3 separate regions of the Mus musculus genome follow, and all the other regions are linked to region 2. The links are chromatin contacts, called in public HiChIP or PLAC-seq maps. All regions are on one chromosome and are shown on one strand. The core of a region is the stretch at or near the end of the contact, and the rest is flanking DNA. Distances in the headings are between cores, read along the strand shown. Region 1 overlaps Eri1 (exoribonuclease 1). Region 2 has its middle 28 kb from the start of Gm34419. Region 3 overlaps Tnks (tankyrase, TRF1-interacting ankyrin-related ADP-ribose polymerase).

Region 1 (2,961 bases), core at 347-2,846, 340 kb after region 2:
GTCACTTCTTTTTCAGTTAAACTACTCCAACAGTCCTCAATACATCCAGTACTGCACTATAACTCTGATCTAGGGTTCCCATACTATCAGGTTTTTGTTCTGCTTTCTAAATCCTTAGAGTTTAATAATAATGCTTTTAATCAGGAAGAGGTCAACAACTTTCTACAGAGGACTAGGCAGATGGCAGGCATGGTTTCTAGAGTGAACACTCACCTCTGCTGCTGGAGCACAAACACAGAACGCAGGCAAAACATTGCAAATGGGAGCTATTCCACAAAGCTTTATTTACAACATCAAAATTTTATTTCATAAAATTCCTATGCTACAAGTCACATCATTGGCATGGTAGGTAGCACTTACCTGTAATTCCAGTACCGAAGAATTTGAAACCTGATTAGACTACACAGACATACCCTGTCAAAAACATACATACATATATACATACATACACACATGCATACATACAAGCACTCTTGATTTTAACTTGCCACTTGGCTATCAGATTTGGTTCGTGGCTACAGTGTGTGCATTGATGCTGTGTGGGGGCAGGAAGAGCTGAAATGAGGGTCAACACTAAGGACGATACTTAGTGGGACTACTCATTTACCAACACTGCAATCATTACACACGGAAAGCATCTCAACAGGCCCCGCTGGAATAAAGGAGGAGTTCACAGCTCATCACTAAGGAAGTCAGTCTCCTCCAGCAGCTCAAAGTCTTCCTTGCAACAGGACACATACTCACAGACTTCACAAAGGACATGGCTCACTCGAGGTGGGTGACTTGACTGGTGCTCCTTGTATTGATCACTTGTGATCCCTCCTTCCCCAGAAATCTTACTACCCACCCCTTCTTCCTTATCCTTCGCAATAGTGCTTTAATATCTGGGACGATGAACTAAAAGTTCTTTCACCTTTCAAGTAATCAAATCACCATTTAATAAATGACTCGTCAGCAATAGGACCAGTTTAGCATGACTCCCATGGTCTTTCCTGTTAACCCAGCTGAGAAAACCTATCCCTACAGCAGGACAAGCAGGTCTCTAAAGGCTACAAGAAAGGGCCTTGAGGCTGGAGAGATGGCCCCAGAGTTGAGTGCGACGGCTCTTGCAGAGGCATTGACTCAGGATCCCAGCACCCACATTAGGTGCTCATGGCCACCTGCAACTCCAGTTCTGAGGCGTCCACAGGAATCTAAGGGTACATGGTGCACATAAACTCTCCCAGGCACACATACACGCAGAAACACATGCTGAAAAAAAAGAAAACCTCTTCTTCCTGCTTTTGCTTGACCCAGTCAGAGGGAGAAGTGGAGAGAAAGAAAAATTTCCAGAGTCAATGTCAGTATTTAATACAAAATCAGACAAAATGTAGCTGAGAATATATACCAGTTTGTGTGGATTTGAAAATAATACAGGGGGAAAAATCAGTCTCAATGTCCAAGCAAGTAAAAGGAAAACAAGGAGATGACCATGGCGACTGAGAAAATAAAGCTTTAAGTAAGTATCAGCAAACACTAGCACCAGTGTAAGCCATCCCAGCAGTAACAAGAACCAGTATCTTTACACACAACGTAGGCAGGCAGGCTGCAGTAGTTTCCTTTCAAGAATTATGACTCACTCTATAACTTACAGACAGGTTATATCAGCAGAAAGCCAAATCAAATGGTTTGACAGAGACTCAGAGTGAGTGAAGATGGCGAAATACTTAGTAGAGCCAAAAGCATTTTAAAAGCTTGCAGTGTTAAGTTCTTTAAAAAAAAAATGTTAAGCACTTGATTAGGAAAAAATTTAAACAGCCTGATTTAAAAACAAAACAAAGAGGAAGGCATTAGTATGTCCTGCTATTCTCTAACTTCCCAATGGTAGTTTCCCTATTCAGTAGCAACTATGCAATCAGGTGACAAGCAATTATTTTTCTAGGGCATGAACCTGCCTGTGTCACCATGGCTTATGTGAGAAAATGAAGAGTAAGTCAGTCCAGAGAGCCTGCTGGCTTCTGTCCCTCACAATGACCATTTCCTGTCCCTTTGCTTCAAGACAGAGCTCACTGGGGAATGAAACCGCAAGCCTGGGTAGCAAATTCTCATGGTCCCAAGCGCATCGCTGTCGTTCCTCCTATGTCCGAGTTAGGAAACATGATCAATCTACTTGATTATAGTGGTGATGGACATAATATGATCACAATCATTAAGGAAAGTTGAAAAAACAAAACAACAGGCAATGCCAATGAGATGGGTCCAGGAAAGCATTAGAGGGGTTTAATTCCAAAAGCTCCCACTGTTAGCCTCCAGACAGTATGACATCATCATCTCCAGAGCACATCTTGACTTTAGAAGCAGGAATTACTTTCCAATATATACTGGTCACTCACCAAGACAAGCCAGGTACTTTTTACTATGGAACAAAACATTTCACCTCACAGTACTGAATACAAATGTTTACCATGAGCTCAAAAGCAGGGCGAATATACATTCACAATGGTGAGGGAAGGCAAGGAGCAAATCTTCAGATTTTCCCATTGATTTGTAAGTTATAGCTCTCACAAGTTCACTTGTATTTTCTACTGACACATTTTGGAATCAGGAGCTCATTATATGGCTCAGAGTGGCTTCAGATTCACCTATGCCTTAACTCTTGAGGACTGAAATTACACATCTGTGCTACCAGGCTGCCTTTTCTAACTTTCCATTAGTCTCACCAGTAATTAGACTTTTAAAAAGGATGTATATATTATATATACAACATTCTGCCTGCATGCCAGAAGAGGACAGCAGTCTCATTGTAGGGGGTTGGGAGCCACTATGTGGGTGCTGGGAATTGAACTTCAGGGCCTCTCAAAGAGCAGCCAGCACTCTTAACTTCTGAGGCATCTCTCCAGCCCAGTATTCTAAATTTAGTTATTTTATGTTTATGAATGTTTTGCCTGTTGGATTCTTTGAAACTTACAGATGGTTGTGAGC
Region 2 (3,096 bases), core at 430-2,929:
ACCATATCCAGCCCTGTGTTCGTTGTGGGGATCTAAGCATAGGCCTTTATGCTTGTATGGGAAGCGCTTTTCCCACCGAGCCATCCCTCCAGTCCCAACAATTCACTCTTCTCTTGCTGTGACCTGTGTCCTTGTTAGGAAGCTGGCCAAATCAGCAGTCAGTATATGTACCCCCCAAAGGGGGCACCCCTATGTAGGGATAGGCTGTGCGTGGACATGATCCAGAACTTTTAACAAAATATCCCATTTAGTTGGTCTAAATGTATCCTGGACTTAGATTTCCCTCAGCTAGATACCTCAAAGACCCAGGGATGCTCTGGAGCCTCCTGAAACAAGGGCAGGAAGAAAGGAGGGGAAGTTGGAAAGACAACGCCAAGTAGAACTGAGTTAAAACGTTCCTTCCTCTATGTTGTCTATTACACGGCCATATGGGTACATTATCAGTGTATGCCATAGGCCTTTCTTTGTAAAGGGTCTTTAGAAACGAGGCCCTGCAACCTTACTTCACAGTACATCTGCCTCTGGAGACTTGGTTCATGGATCCTCTTTCCCATTGGCAGTCAACCCTGCTCATCATACTTTGGCACCAAATTCTCTCTCTCTTTCCATTGCTTGACCTGGTCCAAATAGCACGACATCAATTCTGGCAAGGGCCTCCTATGGCATCACACTATGTATGGTAGATGGTATCATGGCAGAAGGACATGCAAGAGGAAGAAATCACAGGGCAGGGTAGAAAACAAGTCTCCCCACAAGGACTCACTCCACAAGAATAGCATCGGTTCCCCGAAGGCCTTACTCTGGGCTCTGTCTCCTGAGGGTCTGCCGCTTCTTAGCATTGCCACACTAGCAACCACATTTTCCAGGAATAAATCGTCCAGGTATAAACCCCATCCAAACAATCGCAACCAGCATGCTGAGATCTCTGCATGGAATAGTCCAAACCTTCCTCTTGTCTCTTTGTCCTTCCTGGAAATGTCACTGCCTTTTCACCTTGATTTTCTTGCCTTTGGATTCATTTCCTAGTAGATCAATCTCTTCTAAATTGTCATTGCTCTGGAGACAGCTAAACGGCGTACGAAGTAAATGAGTAAGTGGGTGGAGATGATTTCGGAATCATGAAATAGAACCCCAGTCTCTCATACATTGGCTGTGTGTCCTTGGGTAAATTATTCAATATTTCTGAACCTCCGCTTTACAATATCCTTAAAATAATTAGAGTTGTCCTACAGTTCACTAAGCAGTGCCTGGTGCGTTGGGATTGATCATGGGAAGGTGACAAGGGTAATGATAACATAAACACACAAACAAACACCCATAAGTCTCAGCGTTCCTTTGGAGCAAGCAAACTTTTCCTACCCCACTTTTCCTTGCCGACTCCCACACCCAACATTGGCCTCCCTTCCTCCTGCTTTTATCTTTTGTGAGGAGCAGGACATATGCCTCTGGTTCTGTGTGCACAATGACAGTAATTAGAGCCATAGGTTGGAGCTCAAAAAAAAAAAAAAATGGCGTCTGGTTAGCAAAGGGTCCCGTCAGTTCAGCCAAAAAGTACAGCAGATCCTGTCTGTGCGGAGTACATAGTCACTTCCCCTAGTTTTCAAAGTTGGTAATACTGTTAACAGGCGGCTGGTGACAGCAGCAACATCAGCATTGTCGGCTGGGCAAGGTGACAGAACGTTCTGCACTTCCTGTCTCTCAGGAAACGATCCGCGGATTCAGATGCAAATGAGCGCGAAGCCAGCCAGTCCTGATTTGCATTTGCTCTCGGTGAACTCGCATTCCCTCCCCAAGTTCGTCTTCTGTGCATTTGCAATGCTGAAATGACTCTGCCAAAGCAATTTCTTTTTTCTACTCTATCCGTTGTAATCTCAGAAAATCCTCCCCCGAAAGCCCAACTTTTACTCTGTGTTAATTTGGCCCTTGTTGCCCAGGCTCCCCTCCGAGATGTTTCTGCTCTCACCTGCCCTGCATTCAGGTCTCTCTGTGCTGCGCCTTCTCCCATGAGGCTTTGCAGCTAGCTGTCCTTTAAGTTGTTTCCCATCCTGACCTCATGTCCTGGGCCCACAAAAGGCACACAATTCCCTCCTAAAGGACCAGGACAGTGGCAATGCTCTGTCAGTGTGTGAGGGACCCAAGGCTCTGTTAAAATGAACTTCAGTAAAATCTGACGTGTCCAGCTGACCTTTAATCAACACAGGCAGGAACTTGGCAGGTCTTGTTAGTATGAATTACAGATTTGTTTGTTTGTTTGTTTTTGAGAAGTGTGACAATAAAAATAAAAACAAAGAACAACAAAAAAACTTGTCTATGAAGCCTAGAGGTTTGTGTATATATTAATAAAAATCTAGTTATGTCACTAACACATATATGTAGATGATCATAATTATATTATTGACTCTCATAAAAGACATGAGGATATTATAAAAAAGCTAAGTTTTATTCAAGACATAAACAGACAAACACAGATTATACTTGGTGCCATTTGCAGTTGAGGGGAATACAAGCACACGGAAATAACAGGGTATTAATTATACTGCATAAACTACTACATAGGTGTCTCAGTCAGCTTTCCATAACTGTAACAAAACACATGAGCTAATCAATACAAGGAAAGGAAGGCTGATATTCCCTCAATTCTGAGGTTTCAGTGTTTTGGCTCTGTTTCTCTCTGCCTGCTGGGTGCATTGTATATCATAGCGGGATCATGGGCCACAGATCTCTTCACCCAATGTGACCAAGGAGCTAAGACAGAAACAGGAAGAGGCTAAAACATCAACACTAACTTCTTCATGCTAGGCCTCTCCTCCTAAAGTTATTTTCCACCTCCAGTAGCACCTCAGGCTAAGAACTAAGCCTTCCCTGGATAGAGCTAATGGGGCTAACTCAGATCTAACACTCAGCAGTGAGCATCTGCAATAGCTCCATTATCATTTCCTGCTGTCACTGCGGTAAGCTCCAGGGTAGGTACCAAACATCTGCCCTGTTACACTGATTGTTCTGCCTTAGCAGTTCATCTCTCTTAAGTAAAGCACATGGCAGTAAGAAGTGACCCCTTGATGCTCTCCATGTCTTGCACTGGGTCTAAGTACTTAC
Region 3 (3,256 bases), core at 620-3,119, 260 kb before region 2:
ATTTTAACAATGAATAAAAATTTATAATGTTTCAATGGTTCTTGGAATAAGTTTGTAAAAAGAATTAAGATTTAGTTTTAAAAGTTCCATTTGATGAGCAATGACTTATAACAGAAATTGGTAAGTTGGCCACATAATGAAATTTTATATTAAACATTCTATGCATATGAGATATTTACTCATTCCTTTAAGTTGTCTTTCTGTATCTTAAGAATGTTCATATCTGTAAAGTATAAGTGTAAGTGTATTACTAATGTAATACAAAATCATTTCATTTAACAGATATATATTTTTAAATTATGAATGGAGATTATAATCCTTCCCTCAAAGTCTAAGTAACATCTACTAAAGATTATGGAGTACTTTATCAAGCAACCAGGTTGAAGTAAATAAAGTTACTGATGAGAAAAGCACTCACTCAGTGGAGATAAATAGAAGAGCTTATAAGTGTTTGTTGGTAGTCTGTCTATAGAGCTCACTTAGAGCACTAAATGTGTAACAGACAGGAATAGTAAACAGGCTTGCTACAGGGACCGGTGAGGAAGGACCTGTTCTTTACTAGAAAGCACTGTCACAAACCTCTCAGGGAAGTCTGAGCTCTGCCTTGTTTGCACGGCAGTTTCTAAGCTTGCTAGGACTACATAGGAGACTCTACCCCACAAAGAAATGAACAACAAAACTCCCACCAGACAAAGCGAGCAGTCCTGCCACTGCCTTCCTTCTTCCCCTGAAGCCCCAGAGCCCCCCTAAAATGCTTTGAGACCAAGTCGTAAGTCTTAACCCCCTGGTCCACTACAAATACTTAACATTCAATGCTAAACAGATTATTTTTATTAAAATGTGAAACTGCCACTAAAAAAAGAAAAAGCTTGATTTTATGTTACATACTCAACATGCTAACCATAGTTAAGACACTCTTAAGCTATACATTTAGAGGTCATGATGGACAACTGTGATTATGAACTTGATTGGACTAAGTAATTAATAATTAGAAAAGCAAACTTGTGGGTATGTCTGAGGGCTTTTCTAGAGATGACCAGACTCTAAGGGTTCAGTTTAAATGAATGTGCTAATCCACTGACAGAGTCAGAATGTGCAGGCTACTAGGAGACAGAACTGCGGATGGCCATAGTTCCATCCAGAGTATCCATCGTAGTATCTGGAGAAGCGGGTCACTAGGGGTATGTCCTCTGTCTGTGTCTTTCTGTTAGTGCTCCTCTCTGCTGCCTATTTGGCTCGGTGTGGTTACTTCAGCATACTCTCCTTCCACTATAGACTCAACCTCTGAACCATGAGCAAATTACACTTTTCCTCCCTTTTGTGGCTTGTTAGGGATTTGATCATGTGAACATGTTCAGAAAGTGCTGTTAGACTCAAATGTTAACTATGGGCCACTTAAAAGTCCAATAGAATCACAGAAAGAAAATACTAAGCAAGGAAAACATGACCCATTAGGAGTCAAGAAAAGTTTTTACTAATGTATGAAGAATGGAGGCAGCAACCCTGTGGGACTGGCACACTGCCTTGGGATCCAGGAATGAGTGATAGGGAGTTGATATAGCAGCCGCTGCTGCCACTGCCCACGATCCTTTCCTCCCTCCCTTCCAGTTCCTTCCTTTTTTCCTTCTTCCTCTCCTTATTTGGCTTTAGCTTGCCTATAGATTATTATGTAGACTAGGTTGGACTCAGCAGAGATCTACCTACCTCTGCCTCTTGAGTGCTAGGATTGAAGGCATTTGAGATCTACTGATGACAACTTATATATTGTCTTTGTATTTAAAGGAATCAGTAACTTGTGTGCTGTAGTGGAAGACCAGGAAGGACATGCTACACTAGAAGTCATTCGCGTCACTAGCAGACTGTTTTCAGTTGCAGAAGTCCACTGCTGACCTAAGATGCTAATAATAACACATCACGCACGTGGAGCACCAGGAAGGACTGAGAGCCTCGCATCTACGCAATGCCACTGAGAGAGGCTATAACAAAAAGCTTATTTTTCAATTAACTTTTCTGAAAAAATGCCTTGTAGGTAATAATACACATTTTTAAGAATTAAGAACATTATGGTTTGTATGAGTATTATAATGTAATTGTCAAAAGTGACTTGCAAAGTCAAGCCTAGGGCAACAATAATTCACACAAGTGTAGCAGAAAGCCCCCTTAGCTTACTATTTCTGATACAACATGTTGCTTATAACAATGCTATAGTTGTAGCTACAAAGTAGGTGATAAACCTGTACGACTGCTCTCTTTATTTTAACTTACTTGATTTCGATTAAGAATGCCAAATGTCCTTCTAAAGCATTTAATATACATAATCTTGTTTACCTGTAAAGTATAATCAAGTAGTGCAAACACCACTAAAACACCACACAGCAATCTGATGCTCATGTAAGGGGAATGCAAGGGTCAGGAAGGAAAGGCATGCTGGAAGATACCATTCAGCTCTATTAGAGAACAGTCTCATTGTTTTAAAGATTTTATTCCTAACTAAGTGTATGTTCCGAGTTTCTTTCTGTGTGGGAATGTGTGGTGTGCAAAGGTGCAAGCTCCCCTGGAGGCCAGCTCCCTCTCGGAGCTGGAGTTTCAGACAGCTGGGAGCTGCTCAACACAGGTGCTAACCATGGACTCGGATGCACTGCAGAAGAGAAACCATCCCTCCAGCCTCCAATCTCCAGTCTTACAAGAGTTATTTGAGGTCACTGCTTGGTTGTAACACCTGGTTCAACAGCTATTATCAGTTAAGGAGATTCATGTGGAGCCTATCAAAGAAACATATTATTAACTAACTATGTTTAACAAACAGTAGTAGTTTTACTTTTTTTTTTTTTTTCCTTTTTTCCGAGTCAGGGTTTCTCTCTATAGCCCTGTCTGTCCTGGAACTCACTCTGTAGACCAGGCTGGCCTCGAACTCAGAAATCCGCCTGCCTCTGCCTCCCGCGTGCTGGGAATAATGGCATGCGCCACCACTGCCTGGCTGTATTTTTACTTTTAATGTGGTTTACTGAAAATCTGATACTCAAATTTCATCTTTACTATGTTCCTGCAAACACTACCTAAACACAAAGCAGGAGTTTTCTATAAGCAGGTTAGTGGATTGTGTTTTAGTGTTTATAAATTATGAAGCTGGTTAGTCTTTTTTTGTTTGTTTGTTAACCTAAAAACTACTGTTATCTAAGATAAAGGAACCTCTGTTAAAAAGAAAGGACAAAGAGACAATTTTACTAGGGGAAAAAAAAGTTAAATGAACTTCGAA

Evidence for each region. HiChIP or PLAC-seq counts read pairs in DNA pulled down with a chosen protein or histone mark.
Region 1: a contact with region 2 is called in an H3K4me3 HiChIP or PLAC-seq map of bone marrow-derived macrophages, with 2.8 times the contacts expected there. The contact joins two enhancer-like sites. A contact is called at or near these places in 3 of 115 datasets of contacts at active chromatin or transcription factors (bone marrow-derived macrophages, embryonic stem cells and stem cell-derived neural progenitor cells) and 1 of 9 other capture datasets (embryonic stem cells).
Region 3: a contact with region 2 is called in an H3K4me3 HiChIP or PLAC-seq map of bone marrow-derived macrophages, with 4 times the contacts expected there. The contact joins two enhancer-like sites. A contact is called at or near these places in 1 of 484 Hi-C or Micro-C datasets (nephron progenitors) and 3 of 115 datasets of contacts at active chromatin or transcription factors (bone marrow-derived macrophages, embryonic stem cells and stem cell-derived neural progenitor cells).

What each region holds. Positions count from the first base shown.
Region 1 is chr8:35,465,000-35,467,960 of GRCm38.p6, forward strand. Eri1 (exoribonuclease 1) reads right to left here. Exons shown (of 7, transcript NM_026067.3): 7 at 266-2,961. Among named protein-coding and RNA genes, the nearest start is that of Gm51568, 29 kb to the right of the region's middle. Within about 2 kb of position 1,597, at least 3 of the 459 cell types and tissues checked have an H3K27ac peak or open chromatin away from gene starts, as enhancers often do. A contact at or near this core is called in bone marrow-derived macrophages, where this site is marked.
Region 2 is chr8:35,121,817-35,124,912 of GRCm38.p6, forward strand. No RefSeq gene overlaps it. Among named protein-coding and RNA genes, the nearest start is that of Gm34419, 28 kb to the left of the region's middle. Within about 2 kb of position 1,680, at least 100 of the 459 cell types and tissues checked have an H3K27ac peak or open chromatin away from gene starts, as enhancers often do. A contact at or near this core is called in bone marrow-derived macrophages, where this site is marked.
Region 3 is chr8:34,863,907-34,867,162 of GRCm38.p6, forward strand. The region is part of intron 11 of Tnks (tankyrase, TRF1-interacting ankyrin-related ADP-ribose polymerase); the gene reads right to left. Among named protein-coding and RNA genes, the nearest start is that of Dusp4, 58 kb to the left of the region's middle. Within about 2 kb of position 1,870, at least 7 of the 459 cell types and tissues checked have an H3K27ac peak or open chromatin away from gene starts, as enhancers often do. A contact at or near this core is called in bone marrow-derived macrophages, where this site is marked.